Regions from separate parts of the Mus musculus genome. Here regions 2, 3, 4 and 5 are each linked to region 1. A link is a contact called in public Hi-C, HiChIP or PLAC-seq and promoter capture Hi-C data. All regions are on one chromosome and are shown on one strand. Each heading gives the region's core, a stretch centred on a gene start, on an enhancer-like site or on the middle of the called end of the contact. The rest is flanking DNA. Distances are from core to core; before and after follow the strand shown. Region 1 holds the start of Neil1 (nei endonuclease VIII-like 1 (E. coli)). Region 2 holds the start of Sema7a (sema domain, immunoglobulin domain (Ig), and GPI membrane anchor, (semaphorin) 7A). Region 3 holds the start of Ubl7 (ubiquitin-like 7 (bone marrow stromal cell-derived)). Region 4 holds the start of Arid3b (AT rich interactive domain 3B (BRIGHT-like)). Region 5 has its middle 16 kb from the start of Cyp1a2.

Region 1 (2,912 bases), core at 300-2,799:
CAGTGCCTCTGCGGGTACCAGCTGGAAGGATCCTGACATCCCAAAGCGGAAGACAAGGGACAGTGGCTTCTGAGGGGGCTGGGACCCAGGCAGGGGGCTCAATGTCAAGCGCAGCTCCTTGCCTCGGGCTAAAGCTGAGATGTGGTAGGCACTGCTCTCAAAGGGCACCTCCGGGTTCCGGCTGACAGAGGACTTCTCCACACACCCACCAAATACCAGCCCCTTACATGTCTCATTCACAAAGTGGCTGGCCAGGTGCAGCTCTGGGCCCTCTGGCATTCTGAAGGAGGAATGGCTGGGCCCTGTAGTAGGAAGAGGACAACAGGTCGTGCCAGAAATGTCTTGTTCAGTAGGAATTATTACCAAGTTTGTACAGAGGAAAAGTCAGAGACACAGAGAGGCATAGCGCCATATAGGATAGGCAAAGAAATGGTGGCCTGGCCACCCATCCAAGGTACTGGGTACCAGGAAGCTGAAGCTGGGAGGCACATGGCTGTCTTGCTCACTGGTGCTTTCCTTCCATGGCCTCCACACCTCGCTTTAGAATACAGTTCAGATTCTTGCTGGAGCCTATTACCTTGTGTCCCCCAATCCCTCCTACCCACTTACAAACCTGTTCCTCCCCAACTCCTGGCCTTTGCCCCTGCTGCCTCCCATCCCACACACAGTAGGAAGTTTGAAGGAGGCCTTCTCTCTCCCTAATCCACATCTTAACTTAGGAGCTCCCAAAGTTCAAAGCTACTCAGCATCTGTTCTAGCACCTCACGGCACCCAAGGCAAAGCTCGGGTCACTCATCCACTACAGCTCAATCAGGCCCTGAATCTGTCTACATCCATGGAGGTAGAAACTCAAATGTGCGCTGGACCAATGGGATTGACCTAGCCTGCCATGGTCACCCAGGCAGAAGAGAGAGGCTTTCTCCCGGCTGCCTTCTTGTCAGGACAGGAGGCAGAAGTAGGAGAAGGGTAAGCTCCAATCTGTGCACAGCCCTGTTCTCATGGATCCCTGGGGTGCCAGGAAGGACAGGGCTCTCGTTCTTTGTCCTCACCACCCTCCTCTATCCCTCACCTCGCGCTTTGCTACTAGCAAGATCTGAGGAGAAGGTAGGTAGGGAAGACGGGCGGTTTTAAAGTAGACGCGTTGGGGGCTTGGCACCAAAAAGGGTTCGGTTTGCGGAAAACCTTCAGAGTCCTAGTTTTGCGAGGTGTGAGATAGCGCACACACCCAACAAAATTTTGGTTTCTCTGTCTTTCCCGGGCTCCCAGATCCTTTAGATCTTCACCTTTACTGAGACCCCGAATCGCCCCCATTAAAGTTGAATGAATACCTGCTCTGGTTACTGCTCAACCTGAGGCAGCAGCCAGTAAGGGGTTAATCCCAGCAGTCTGCCGAACTTCAGAGCACGCTGGGAAAGGCTAGAGACACTCTGGTACCTGCTGGGAAATGTAGTTTTCTCAGGCAGGCGGCGCAGTATGGAATGGAGTTCCTTATTTATGAGAATCCCGGGTGTTGGGCAAGCTTTGGAGCAGTCGCGTAACCCGGAGGTGACGAAAGAACTGTGAGCAGAGCCTTGTTCCGAACTGGTGCCCGGAGTCGCAGCTGCGTCTGCAGTTGAAGTCACCAGTTAGCCTGGCCAGGATTGACGCCAGCAGCCGGAAACGGCGCTGTGTAGAGCCACAAGCAGCTGTATGCGAGGCATACACAGGTGCAAGATAAACAATCCCTGGGGACCCAAGATGGCCGTGTCAATGAGCAGTCAGATGTAACATATAAACAACTTTATCACGGCCTGCGGGAGCTAGGGGGCCGAGAGGGGGGAGTGCATCCGGCAATACCACAGGGGCTTATATCTGGGGCAGCACTAGGTAAAGTCAGGAGTTAGGCACAAAAGCTTGGTTTGACTGTCACAACCTCAGGCAAAAAAAAAAAAAAAAAAAGTGTCGGCAAGATACCTTTTGCCAGGCACAAGGGATCGATTCAAAGTTCAGGAACAGAAGCTGAGGAAGGCCTGTGTGGCTGCCGCAGGGGTGAGTGGTGATGGGTAGGCTAGGGGAGAACAAGAGGAGAGAAACATTGGTGAGGCTAAGCCTCAAACGTCCCTGGGAGATGGAAGCAGCATTATTAAAACGTATAAAAGAGAAAGAAAGCCTCTGCAGGTGCGTTGTGCTGACCAACAGCGGAGACTCACCCTTTTACACACTTATTTCTCTTGTTCCTCCAGTCACCCATTTACTCATTTCTTATATTTTTTAGGAGAGGACGGTTAAAGAGAGGGTCTTGCTATGTATTCCTCATTGTCCTGGGCCTCAGACTGGTTCCCAGCTTCCCCTGATCTTCTCTTCAGCCTCCTCAGTAAGAACTGGGATGATAGGAAAGGGCCACTGTCGTGGTTTGAATGAGAATGGCCTCCACAGGCTTCCCGTCTCATCAGGCGGCTGTACTCACGTGTTCAAGCATGAACTAGCAAGCTCGCACACACATGGGGTGGGGAGGGAGATGATAAAAATGTCTTAAGAAACACAGCGTGTGGAATATAAGCAGAGTGGAATATTATACACTGCCTGCCACAGGTAGCAGCATAGGTGATTTTGAGGATATTATGCTAGGTGGTAGGTAGGTCAGTTACAGAAGGACAAACACTGAGATTCCATTTATGTGAGAAGTCCACATTAATCAGACACACAGAGTGAGGAGAAAGATTGTTGAAGATGGGGTAGGGGAGGAGAGGTTGATAGTAGGAATAAAGTTCCAGTTGCCTAAGATGAGCAAGTGCAGCATGCGGTCTGTAGCTAACACTGTTGTACAGCAAACTCTCTGTTGGATTCTTTTTTATTGTCGTTGTGCTGTGTATATGATGTGTGTGTGTGTGTGGGAGGTATTCATGTACCACAGTGCACATGCGGAAGTCGGA
Region 2 (2,912 bases), core at 294-2,793, 790 kb after region 1:
GCAAGTATCATTCTTAGAAGCTACTTTGGCCTGGTCAGTTTGCCAACTTTAGGGCCACAGGATTCAGTGCAGGCCTGGGAAGGAGTTCTTGGGCTGTCAATAGGCTTTTCTTTCTGGGGTTGTGATCTTAGGCATCATGAAGCTAGTGACTCCGTGCACAGCCCTGTAGTGTCTCTAGACCCCTCCCCACAGAGAGATCTGGAGGAATTCACCTTAGTGGCTAGGGTACTTTGGGGCTTTTAGGAATGGAGAAAACAACTAGAAGCAGACTGTACAATTGGCAGAGCTAAGATTCGCTGTATCAAAACCTCCCTGCCCGTGGAGCAGTGAAGAGGCTGGCTCTGAGGTCAGGGCATCCTGCCCAGGGTCTGCCTGTGTCTACAGCATGCTCAGTATGTCTGGGTCTGTGGGTTTTGAAGGTCAAGTCTTTGTTTACTTCTGTTCCCTCTTCCTTGCCCTGTCTCTTCTTGGTGCAGTACATCTTAGACTACATATACAGTAAGCAATAGATTGGGACAAGCTGACCTGGATGGATTTCCCAGTCATAGCTTCTTTGGGTACAAGCAGAGGTAGGGAATCTGTCCATCTCTGGCCCAAGGAACATGGGAGACCCTTTTACGAAGAGCAGACAAAGTGGCTCTGAAAACATAAGCCAATGACAGAGTTTCCTGGGTTGTTCAGGTGACTGCAGAGGGGCCTGGACCCTCTGATGGAACTACCACCGCGTCACCAGGTTGCCCTTGGTATGTAGCTGAGCCTTAGGCAGAGAAAGATTCCCTTCGATTGGTCTGACCTTCCCTCTCTGATTATGAGTCTTGTGCCCCTCACTTTTTTCTTGGGGAAGGGGCCTTCCTAATTATATCCCCCTCAGTGCACATGGAAATGAGTTTGGATTTTCTGAGCATACACCAGCTGGCTGGGGGGAGGCAGCCCAGAAGGCTGCTGGCTGGGGAAGGGAGGAGAAAGGAGAGGGAGAGGAGGGAGCCAGGCCAAGATGAAAAATTCCCAGTGTTCTCTCAGGCAGAGCAATCGTGGGGCGTTGTGGGCACCCCACACATCTTAGACCTCCCCTCTCTCCTCCACAGAGGAAAGCATCCTGCTCCGGCTGATAGGATCAGCAGAGAGCTGCGTCCCACTCCCGCAAGCCCATTCTATGAGAATGGTTCTCTGACTACAAACCACTTAGCTGACAGCAAGGGGGGTTGTCCGGTGTTAGACTCATCCATGCGCTGAGAGATCCTTACGGATTTCCTAGGCCTTTCTTTCCACTGGGGCGAGGGAAGTGGAACTGAAGCCCAGAGGAGGGATGGGATCTGCCCCTCATGACAGATCACAAGTCTGTCTTCTTTGCAGCTGGGTTCTCCCGGTGGAGTTGCCCGCGTGCGGGTAGCGAAGGTTTTCCTGGCAGCGGTCACCGCACAAGCAAGGGGCCACCGGCAAAGCTAGAAAAGGCTGCGAGGGGCGGGGGGGAGGGGCGGGGTGGGGTCAGGCGCTTGACTCCGCCTCCTGGCGCTAGGTTCTGCCTGCGGCCGGGCGCTGTCTCAGTCTCGGCTGCTTGCCGCTGTCGCTCCGGGGCTGCGGGATGACGCCTCCTCCTCCCGGACGTGCCGCCCCCAGCGCACCGCGCGCCCGCGTCCTCAGCCTGCCGGCTCGGTTCGGGCTCCCGCTGCGGCTGCGGCTTCTGCTGGTGTTCTGGGTGGCCGCCGCCTCCGCCCAAGGCCACTCGAGGAGCGGACCCCGCATCTCCGCCGTCTGGAAAGGTAGGCGGCGCCGCGCGGCCGGCGGGGCGCGGGATCGGACGCCTTGCGGGGCGGGTGCAGAGTGTGCGGCACCCGGAGAGAGTGCGTGTGCGCAGCTCTGCGGGTCTCAGGCTGGCCCCGAAGGGAGCGTGTGGGTCCGGGTGAGTGTTTGTGAGTGTGCGTACTGTCACGCCGGAGCGGGCTGGAGCGCTGCAGCGTGCGAGCGAGTGGCTGGGGCCCGGGCCCAGCTAAGTGGCGCTCCAAGTCCAACGGCAGCTCTGAGCCGGAGCCGCAGCGCCCGAGCGCGGGGGGAGGCTGCGGGCCCCTGTCTCACCGAGGCTCTTTGGCTTTCCGCCACGGGGTCTACTATACAGAACCCTTCTTTCCCCTGGCCAGCTTCATCACCCCGACCTCCTCCTTGCAAGCTGCGAGCTCTGCTGGCACGCGGGGCTCGGGCTCGGCTGGTGAAGGGGGCGCGGACCCATTGCCGCCGCCGCTGCGCTCGGGCTGCGGGAACAAAGACCCCGCCGCCTGCCCCCGCCCCCGCCCCGGCCCGGAGCGCGGGCCAGGCAAGGGGGTGGGCACCCTGCGGCGAACCGGGACAAGGTGCGGTGCAGGGGCTCCGAGCACCTGGGCGCTGTCTCCGTAATGCTAGGACCAGCCGCTCCCCCCTTGCCCGCACGTGGCAGTTGTCACCAGAAATCGGCACTAGCACGGGGAGGGGGGACAGTGCCCATTGGGTGGGGCGAGGCCATTGGGACCCCCAAGCGGCGTATCTGGGGAGGAGTGTGCATCCTTAGGACTGTAGTGAATATGAGAACCTGAGGGACTGGAGTCTTTCCTTCGGGCATCGCAGTTCAGAACCACGGACGGTGGGACAGAAAGCTGGCTAGGTTGGGGTTGGAGGCTTTCTGCCACTAGGGACTGAGCTCCCTCCCTGCATTGCACACAAATGCCTCCCCGCCCCCAGACAAACTCAGCTCTGTACCCAAATTTGGCATCTCTGCAGCCCCTCCCCTAGTGGTGATGGGGGACTCACACCGGGGGCTGGGGGTACTTGTCCTGTCTGTCCCTACTGTCCCTTTGATGCCTTGGCAGTTTGCAGGGATTGCGGAAGTCTGAGCATTATCTGGGGCAGGTATTCTTAGCAGAGGGGGGGAAACCCACATAAAA
Region 3 (2,912 bases), core at 141-2,640, 760 kb after region 1:
TTATGTATGTGTAGTTTGCTTTTTCTCTGTTAAGCTATTGTACTCAGTTACTACCCGAGTTCTGTCCTAGAGTGGACTGTACAAGAATACAACTTTTGTTTTGTTTTGTTTTTCGAGACAGGGTTTCTCTGTGTAGCCCTGGCTGTCCTGGAACTCACTATGTAGACCAGGCTGGCCTCAAACTCAGAAATCTGCCTGACTCTGCCTCCTGAGTGCTGGGCTTAAAGGCGTGCGCCACCACGCCCGGCAAGAATACAACTTTTACACTTGTGTACACAGTAGCTATTATGAACTTTTTTTAAAAAAAAGATTTATTTATGTATTTTATACACTGTCACTGTCTTCAGACACACCAGAAGAGGGCACCGGATCCCATTATAGATGGCTGTGAGTCACCACTTGGTTGCTGGAAATTGAACTCAGGACCTCTGGAAGAGCACTCAGTGCTCTTAACTGCTGAGCCTTCTCTCCAGCCTGAACTTTATCTTTTAAAATTACATTTTTTTATTAGTGTGTGTGTGTGGTCAGTTTTGGGGAGTCAGTTCAATCCTTTCACCATTTGTTCCCGGGGAGGTCCTCAGGTTTGAATGCAAGTGCTTTTACCTGCTGAGCCATCTCACCCGTCCCTCAGCTTCACAGTTTTAAAGTTGGTTGTTTTTGGTTATTGTTTTCCTTAATTGTGGAACTTTCTGAGAAAAATCACTTCTCTCTTGAGTTTAGCTAACTCTAACTTTTGTGTAAACTCAATCCAATTTGATTGTGCATTAGTTTCTCAGCCATCTAAAACAGGCAGTGTCTCCACGAAAGTTCAGTGGAAATTCCCCTCCCCAAACTGATTCTACGAATGACTGTGTTATAAACCCCATTGTTGCATGTTCGCGGTGGGCCAGAAACCCGACTTAATCACTCCCCTTACGGACTCAACTTTTAGCGCCCTGGTGCGCTGCCACAAGGCAGGTTTCCTGGGAGAAAGGAGCAAGAAGCACAAGAGGCTGGCTACGTGGGAGAACTGCGTCTTCATCGGAAGGGCCGCGGGGCGCCTGTCCACTTAGGAACCCGTCCCCCTCGGAGAAGGCTCGCCCTCCGGCCTAGGACTCCTCCAAACCCGGGACAACCAACAGGCTTCACATATATCCCTGGAGAGCGCGGGAATCATCGGGCTATTGGCTGCTTTCGAAAATTCCACACTGAGTCTCCCTACCTCAGGTGGTGGTACAATTGTGTCTGACAGAAAGCTACAACCTACTGGCTTCTAGGACCTCAAACTGCTCGTGCTCGCACTCACGCCTCCTAGGACCCGGAAGCATTGCCACTAGCTGCTGGACGGCCATTTATAAGGGGCTGGGTCTCAGTGAAAACTATAGTCCCCAGAATGCAGCGCGGAGCTTCCGGTTTCCGGCAAGAGGACCAGAGTGAGTGTTTACACCGGCGGCTCGCTGCGGCCGGGTTCCTTCCGCGGGACGGGTGAGGGCGCTGGGCCCCCTCCCTGGGCGCGCGGGGCTCTCGTGGGTCCGGAGTAGCTAACTGGTCCCACGAGAGAGGTGGGGTTGTCAACATTGTCCCTACTCACGACTAGGTATCTGTGACCTTGGGCCAAGAGACTTCAGCTTTCTGAGTCTTTATTCCTGATCTGTAAAATAAGGACAATGATGCCAGTTTCAGGAGACAGTTGTGAGGATTGAAATCGGTATACAAAAACCTCCTTTCTCGCTTTAAACCTAAAGGTGGATAGTACCTTGAAGTCCGCTGGGTCGCACCACAGTTTTTTCTTAGCCTTGTCTTTACTGCAAGAGACCTCTTTGGCAGAAATAGTGTCTGTAACAAGGACTGGTCTTGCGGTACAAGGCTCTTGCACCCTTTGAATTTTTAGATTTATTTTGTGGGCATTCATATATGTCAGGCTGGGGACTGTGTTAGAAAAGCTCTAGTCTTGGCTTTCAAGAATGGGGGGGGTTTCACAAATATGAGGGACGCAATGAGAAGTTGAGAAGTAAATAAGTTGTACAAGGGAAAAAGCAGCAAAGAGAAGGTAGCTTTCTAAGTCTGGCATCTGGTAATGAAGCTGGCTGACTTGTCCTCAAATCTATTGATTTGTGTTGCTCTTTTGCCTTGAGGGAACAGGGAATGTGTGACCAAGAAGAGAGCATGGAACCGATGTGTTTGTGTGGGTCTTGGTAGGAGTTTGCTAAGAGGCCAAAAAGGGAAGAGAACTTATATGCAAAGACAGGAGGTGAGCAGAGTTACATATAGGGGACAACTTTGTTATGAAGTATACTTACGTGTGTTGTTATAAAGGGGCAGGGCTGGGTCTATTGAAGAAAGCTGGTAGGCGTCAGAATAAATGGGTTTGTAATCTGGCTGTGGAGTTAACACCCACCTGTTCATAGAAGTGCTTTGGGATTAATGGGGGCCTTCTAAGCAGTTAAGTTTGTTAGATCTGTGTTTTAACAATAAGACATTGGGTGGTGCTATAGATCTCTGATAAGGGCAGGCAAGAGAGACAAGGGCCCTCCTTAAAGTGTTGTTATAGCTAAATCAAAAGCTGGAGAAGAAAACCAGAAATGAGTGTGTAGAAGGGAGAGGGTTGGGTGATCTTGCTTGAACCTCACAACATTCCTATCCAACTGATTGGCCTTTTGTGTTTACTTTTTTTTTTTTTTTCTTTTGTTTTTTTGAGACAGGGTTTCTCTGTGTAGCCCTGGCTGTCCTGGAACTCACTTTGTAGATCAGGCTGGCCTTGAACTCAGAAATCCTCCTGCCTCTGCCTCCCAAGTGCTGGGATTAAAGGCGTGTGCCACCAATGCCCGGCTTTTGTGTTTACTTTAAAGGTGAAGAAACTGAGGCATAAGAGAAATCCCTTGTAGTCCACCAGAGAAAGAATTAAGGGAGGGACACTAGGTTCTAGTTCTAGC
Region 4 (2,912 bases), core at 194-2,693, 690 kb after region 1:
TAGGGTGAAGAGGACTGGCAACAGGGTGTGCATTTCTGTTTGCCACATGAAAGGGGAAGCGGCACTGTGCAGGTTGGGACTTGATATTTGCATTGTCCCAGTGTTTTAGGATTGAGTTGGAAGATAAGAAAATGTAACCTTTTACCATCTTCAAAAATTCATGGGAGAACTAATCTCTAACAAGAAAAAAAAATGGCTTTGATTTATATAAATTTTTACACGTTTAAAGAGTATAATTTTTAAAGCTGGGGAGGCGGGGAGTTCAAAAACCAACCAGAGCCATGCTAGACAAATCTCATTTTGTTTCTTAGAAGCACTTGGTTGTAGCTTTCATAGGCGGATAAAAGATTCCAATTCCAATTGGCCCCTTACTGCCTGTCCCTCCTCCTGGCAGTTTGGAAAGTATAAGTTATGCCTGCAGCAATACTTTCTTTCTGCTTTAGTTCTTATTCTGTAGGGAAGCCTGAAAGTTGGCAAAATTGTTCCTTTAAAATAAAAACCCCGTTGGGGACAAAACAAAACGCACACAAAAGAAGAGCAAGCAATTCACTGGTCATTTAGAAATATTCGTATAATCTTTAAAGTCAAACAACACAACTGGAATATTTCAACCAACTCCTGCCAGTCATAGTACAACTGCTTCTTTTCTGGTTGGCACCATCTTCTCGGTAGGCTTTCCTCAGCAAGGGAGAGGGGTGTCCGATAGCGTCTTTATTAAGACAGAGATGACTCCGTTTTACAACTCAATTGGCACATCCTCCCGAAGAGTCCATCTCATCCCAATCCCTAAGCAGCCAAGGATTCAAACAATACTACTAACATCTAGAGAATTTACGTCTCCGAAATCTAACTTCATCTCTCCATCCCTCGCTCGGGTTTTTTAAACTTCCCGGACCTCCAAACCGAGAGCAACGGACTGCTTGCCGCTTGAGCCCGGCCTTGGTGACCATTTCCCTTACCTTCGTTTCCAGCTCTGTCCCCGACCCTCTTCGACCCCTCTTTCCATTCTTTACCTCCCACCCAATGGAGCCCTATCACTTTTACTTCCACCAAGCCCCCTTTGCCAATCTCCCGGCTCTTCTCTAATTACTCCATCTAAGCTCGCTCTGCGGTTGCCAAAAGGGGGGGGGGGTCCCTTACCTTTCCCATCTCTTTATCTCAAACCACTCCTTTGGACACCGGGAGGACGGGGCTCCTCCCGATGCTCTCACTTTTTCTCAGCGGACCCCGGCTTCACTAGCCCGCGTCTCCCCTACACACCTGCCTCGGCTCCCATTTCGGTCCCCTCCACCTGCCACAGCCCCTCTCCCGCCGCGGCAGAAAGAACCACGACCCGCGCCGCTCACCTATGTGCAGCGTTCCGGGCTCGCGGGTAGGGAGGAGGCAGCCGCTCAGACCCCAGCGTAGCAGCTGAGCCTGCTACTCCTCCGCAGCTGGGGGCCACAGCCGGGGCGGGGCCCGCACCGGAAGCTGTGCTGCGGGGCCCGGCCGTCAGCCCGGGGCGGGGGAGGGGCAGGTAGGGGCGGGGCCCCACGGTGGGGGGCGGGGCCCGAGGCCGGAAGCAGCTAAAAAGGGAACGAGGTGGGGGTGGGTGGGTAGTGCGAGACGGAAGTGACTCCTAGAGACCGCCCTCTGGTTGAAGCCGTGGGCGGAAGCCATTTAAGGCGGGCGGAGGCTTCGGCCAATGGGAGAGCACGGACTCAGAGGAGTTCCGGTGTGAGTGCTTTCGCGGGGAGTTGAAAAGAGTAGGACTGACTACAGCACACGGGTTTCTGGCTGCCGTGGTTGTGAATTGTTTGTAATAAGTGAAAGAAAGGAATAAAGAGTGCTAACTTTCAGCTAGTCTTAATGAAGCATTCCAGCCTTTTATTAGTTTTTTTCTAAATTTCACTTTTTGGATTGAAATTTTCCTGTTCTGGAACACCACCTCTATCCATCCCCAACCTCACCTCGTCACAGGGGTTAATGTTTTCTTTCTTCAGGTTCCAAAGGTAGAAGCTGAATCCTGGCACCGCTTATACAATAAAACAACAAAACCTTGTCTTCTGGGACTCCTAACTCTGGGGAACTTCTGTGAATTTATGCATGCACCTCCTTGTTTTACCTTTCTCCCAACTGACCATCATCCTTGATCCAGAGTCTATGGCTCGCTTAGTTTTGGGTCTTAAAACAATCCCAGCCAAAACCTAGAACTTATTGCCACTGGCTTTTCTTGTCCCTTCCCTTCTTCCTTCCCTTCCCCTCTTTTCTTTCTTGTTAGAAGGTAGCTCACCTATTTAGCAAAAGTAGTTGACCATCAAGCTCCAGGAATCCTGTCTTTACTTCTGAAATGCTAGGATTGCAGGTGTGCACCACACCTGGCTTTTTACTGAGGCGTTGGATATCCAAATTTAGACCCTTATTCTTTGGCGCCACGCTCTTAACTCACTAATCCATCTCAGTTCCTGATGAAAACTTTTATGGTTTGTTGTTGTTGTTGTTTGTTTTGTTTTGTTGCAGTCCTGGTCCCTTATTTCTTTTTTGTCCACTAGGCCATGAATTCATATGGAATGGGCTCCAGCAGTTTCCGTTAGTCCTCACAAAGTGTGCTTCTCTGGTTGACGCAGGCTGGCGCTTCAGCTGCACCCGGGTGCCCTTCTCCTTGGCTTCCTTCTTCTGATCGTTCTCCTTCACCCGCTTCAGGAAGCTGTCCCTGCTCTTCGAGTGCTTGATGTGCTCAATCCGCACATTGATCCTCTTGGCCAGAATTTTGCCCTTAACTTGCTTATTTACAATGATGCCCACAGCATGCTGGGTGACATTGTAGACTCTTCCGGGTTTGCCATGGTAGCACTTATGGGGCATTCTTTTTTGAACAGTGCCCATTCCCTTAATGTCTACAATATCACCCTTCTTGTAGATTCGCATGTACG
Region 5 (2,912 bases), core at 269-2,768, 520 kb after region 1:
TGACTTCCGTATCAGCCTGGGCTACCCTACTTCAAAACCCACTCACCCCCCAAAATTAAAATTAAATATGTATATAGTGGGGGATTTTTGTTTTTGTTTTTGCTAGCTGTGCAGTGTATTCCCATAATCCTAGCACTGGGGAGGCTAAGACAGGAGGATTGCTGTGAGTTGGAGGCTAGCCTGGTCTGTAAATCAAGTTCTAGGATAGCCAGGGCTATATAGAAAGACAATGTCAAGAGAGAGACAGAGACAGAGAGAGAAGAGGGGAGGTGTCATTCTCCTGTAACCCTAGCGTTTGGGAGATGAAGGCAGGATGATCAGGAATTCAGAGACAGCCTCATCTACACAATAAGTTCCAGTCTAGCCTGGACCACATGACTCCAAAAATAAATACATACATACATACATAAAACTAAGCCTTTGAGATGGCTTAGATGGCAGAGACACTTGCTGTGAAGTCTGAAGACCTGAGTTCTACTCCTGGGATCAGTGTGACAGGAGAAAGTGGATTCTTGGATGACCTCTGACTCCCACATGTATGCTGTGGCATACTCCCTTGCTCATCATACACACATGATCACAAAAAATTTTTTAAAATATGGTTGGTTAGAAATACCACCTAGCCTAGGCAAGGCCACAGGTTTAATCCCAAGTAGGAAAAAAAAAAAGGCTCCTAATTCCTGGGGCCGCCTGACAGAGTTCTGGCATGGCCAAGTGGGAAGTGGAATTGCGCAGCCCCTGCTAGCCTGGGTGGGGGTGGGGTGTGTGCACAAGGCTTGAGCTGCACTGGGTCTACTCTGTGGCAAGTGCAGCCAGGTGTATGTGCGTGAGTGCGCCAGGTGTGCATTCAAGTGGGTCAGCGTGCCAGGCAGGTGTGTATGTGCCTGAGACTGGGCGTGGGTTGGTGGGTGTGTTTGTCATTCTTGTGTCCTCAGGCCCTAGGAGCCTCTAGCTGGAGCCCTGAGAACTCCGTGGAGGTGGCCGTGGGAGGTGACTAACTCAGACCTGGGAAGCCTTTGCTTCCTCTGCTCCCTGGCAATGGTCACACTTGAGGTTGGGGAGTCTTGGAACTGGTGACACCGAGACCATGCACAGAGGAGCAGAGTTCCTGTCCAGAGTTTTGGGGGTGACAGCGAGGAAATGGAGAAGAGCTTCAGTGAAACTTCAGGCAGGGCAGTGGTGGTGCACACCTTTAATCCCAGCACTCGGGAGGCAGAGGCAGGCAGATTCCTGAGTTCAAGGCCAGCCTGGTCTACAGAGTGAGTTCCAGGACAGCCAGGGGGCTACACAGAGAAACCCTGTCTCGAAAAACCAAAAACTGAGGCTCTGTTTATATAACCCAGATCAGGAGGGCCAGGGCAGGGCTAGTTTCAGCCAGGCTCCAACCCTTACCATGTCTTCTATGTGTAGAAATGGAGCCCCAGAGTTCTTGATTAGCAGCCTGTCTGGAGGGGTTCCTTTGAGCTAGCAGCCGGATGTGGGTAGGTAGAGTGGGAGAGCTAGCTGTCTTCCTGCCCTGTTCCCGTCTCTAAGGGCTCCCAGTCTGACAGTAGAAAATGCTTGCAGAGTTGGGAGTGTAGGTGAGAGGGCTAATGCTCTTCCTTACATGAAGTGGTGAGCTGAGCATTAGAAGTATCCGAATGTCCTCACTTCCAGCCGTCAGCTTTGGGGAGGCATTTTGGGGGCTGTTACTTTGTCCCTATGTAAAGGGCAGGAACTTTGGCCTGTCTATGCTGGATCCTTCTCTTATCTCTCCTGGCTTAACTTCGGGGCCCCAATGGTCTCCAGACTTGCCTTCCTTTACTAGGCCACTCCTTCTGTTGGTCAGCGCTTAGCACTCATAGAGGCCGCTCTGGGCCAGGACACAGAAAGCCAAGTGAGAGCAGATCCTGGGCTCCAGGGACTCCCAGCTGCAGACAGGGAGTCAGGGTGCCTAGCTCGGATGCTCTTCTCTGAAGGAAGGCACGTAGGGAGCCAGTCCAGGTGATGTAGACTACAGATGCGGGGAGTGGGGGCGAGGCCTGGAACAGAGAGAGGGTCCTGAAACTCCCACAGGGCTGGCAACAAGGGGGCGGTGGCCTCTCCCACTGGGAGATGAGTTTCCTTCCCGAAGCTCCTTCTCACGAAGTTCCTTCTCACGCGATGGACCGGAAGGGGTTATGGGCCTATTGTTCCCTGGCACGCTATCCACCCCCCTCCCAGCCCTCCCTAGCTTTTGGGTGGGTAGGAGTGGAGGAAGTGAGCTAAGCCTGGGCCCTGGCAAGACCCCAGTGAAGAGGGTGCAAGTCTTGAAGGATGCTCTCTCTCTCTCTCTCTCTCTCTCTCTCTCTCTCTCTCTCTCTCTCTCTCTCTTTCTCTCTCTCTCTGTCCACTCACGTGAGGCCTGACACTTTATACATACTATCTCATTAAGCCTCTTAGCAGCCCTGTGAGGTAGACCTATTATCCTCAATTGCAAGATGAGAAAAGCCAGGTTATGCAACTGGCTAGAGAATTTGAGCCAACCACCTGCTTTTCACTTTCTGCTTCCCCCTGCCGAGCTGGAACACCTCTTTAACTGCTGGCCCAGGACAGAAGTGCAGAGGTGAAGGTAGGGAGGGGCAGGAAAAAGCAAACAAATGTCACCTTACTGTCTGTCCTTGGGAGAGCACAGGTGGCCTCAGCAAAGACCAGAGGCTGCCTTCCTCCTCAGCATGGTGTGAGGTGCACCAGGTGTAGTCCTTGCCTAGAAATGTCCCTGCTATATAACCTGAGAGCTACCAGACCAGAGGATCCTGTGTCCTGATAATCAGAGAGCAGGGCCTTAGGGAGCTCGCTGAGGGGGTCACTGAGAGTTGGGGAGCCAACCACCTGCTTTTCACTTTCCGCTTCCCCCTGCCGAGCTGGAACACCTCTTTAACTGCTGGCCCAGG

The links. Promoter capture Hi-C pulls out the DNA fragments that hold promoters and counts their contacts. A called contact is a pair of places that touch in the nucleus more often than the background predicts. HiChIP or PLAC-seq counts read pairs in DNA pulled down with a chosen protein or histone mark.
Region 2: a contact with region 1 is called in a promoter capture Hi-C map of embryonic stem cells, with 2.6 times the contacts expected there. The contact joins the promoter of Sema7a here to the promoter of Neil1 in region 1. A contact is called at or near these places in 1 of 39 promoter capture datasets (embryonic stem cells), 1 of 115 datasets of contacts at active chromatin or transcription factors (large pre-B cells) and 1 of 9 other capture datasets (liver).
Region 3: a contact with region 1 is called in a promoter capture Hi-C map of pre-B cells, with 2.1 times the contacts expected there. The contact joins the promoter of Ubl7 here to the promoter of Neil1 in region 1. A contact is called at or near these places in 2 of 39 promoter capture datasets (liver and pre-B cells), 2 of 115 datasets of contacts at active chromatin or transcription factors (memory CD8 T cells and regulatory T cells) and 2 of 9 other capture datasets (adipose tissue and liver).
Region 4: a Hi-C map of CD8 T cells shows a contact between it and region 1, with 2.1 times the contacts expected there. The contact joins the promoter of Arid3b here to the promoter of Neil1 in region 1. A contact is called at or near these places in 4 of 39 promoter capture datasets (liver, neutrophils and pre-B cells), 3 of 484 Hi-C or Micro-C datasets (B cells, CD4 T cells and CD8 T cells), 1 of 115 datasets of contacts at active chromatin or transcription factors (bone marrow-derived macrophages) and 2 of 9 other capture datasets (adipose tissue and liver).
Region 5: an H3K27ac HiChIP or PLAC-seq map of T-cell acute lymphoblastic leukemia shows a contact between it and region 1, with 6 times the contacts expected there. The contact joins the enhancer-like site here to the promoter of Neil1 in region 1. A contact is called at or near these places in 2 of 39 promoter capture datasets (the C10 cell line and cranial neural crest), 4 of 484 Hi-C or Micro-C datasets (the Ba/F3 cell line, Th1 cells, embryonic stem cells and 1 more), 5 of 115 datasets of contacts at active chromatin or transcription factors (T-cell acute lymphoblastic leukemia, bone marrow-derived macrophages, double positive thymocytes and 1 more) and 3 of 9 other capture datasets (adipose tissue, macrophages and pancreatic islet).

Annotation. Positions count from the first base shown.
Region 1 is chr9:57,146,756-57,149,667 of GRCm38.p6, forward strand. Neil1 (nei endonuclease VIII-like 1 (E. coli)) reads right to left here and starts at 1,550. Exons shown (of 10, transcript NM_028347.3): 1 at 1,329-1,550; 2 at 1-302. The coding sequence starts at 279.
Region 2 is chr9:57,938,569-57,941,480 of GRCm38.p6, forward strand. Sema7a (sema domain, immunoglobulin domain (Ig), and GPI membrane anchor, (semaphorin) 7A) reads left to right here and starts at 1,544. Exons shown (of 14, transcript NM_011352.3): 1 at 1,544-1,760. The coding sequence starts at 1,583.
Region 3 is chr9:57,909,596-57,912,507 of GRCm38.p6, forward strand. Ubl7 (ubiquitin-like 7 (bone marrow stromal cell-derived)) reads left to right here and starts at 1,391. Exons shown (of 11, transcript NM_001122873.1): 1 at 1,391-1,464.
Region 4 is chr9:57,835,336-57,838,247 of GRCm38.p6, forward strand. Arid3b (AT rich interactive domain 3B (BRIGHT-like)) reads right to left here and starts at 1,444. Exons shown (of 9, transcript NM_001379353.1): 1 at 1,347-1,444. It also overlaps the pseudogene Gm7547.
Region 5 is chr9:57,665,898-57,668,809 of GRCm38.p6, forward strand. No RefSeq gene overlaps it. Among named protein-coding and RNA genes, the nearest start is that of Cyp1a2, 16 kb to the right of the region's middle. Within about 2 kb of position 1,519, at least 22 of the 459 cell types and tissues checked have an H3K27ac peak or open chromatin away from gene starts, as enhancers often do. A contact at or near this core is called in T-cell acute lymphoblastic leukemia, adipose tissue and double positive thymocytes, where this site is marked.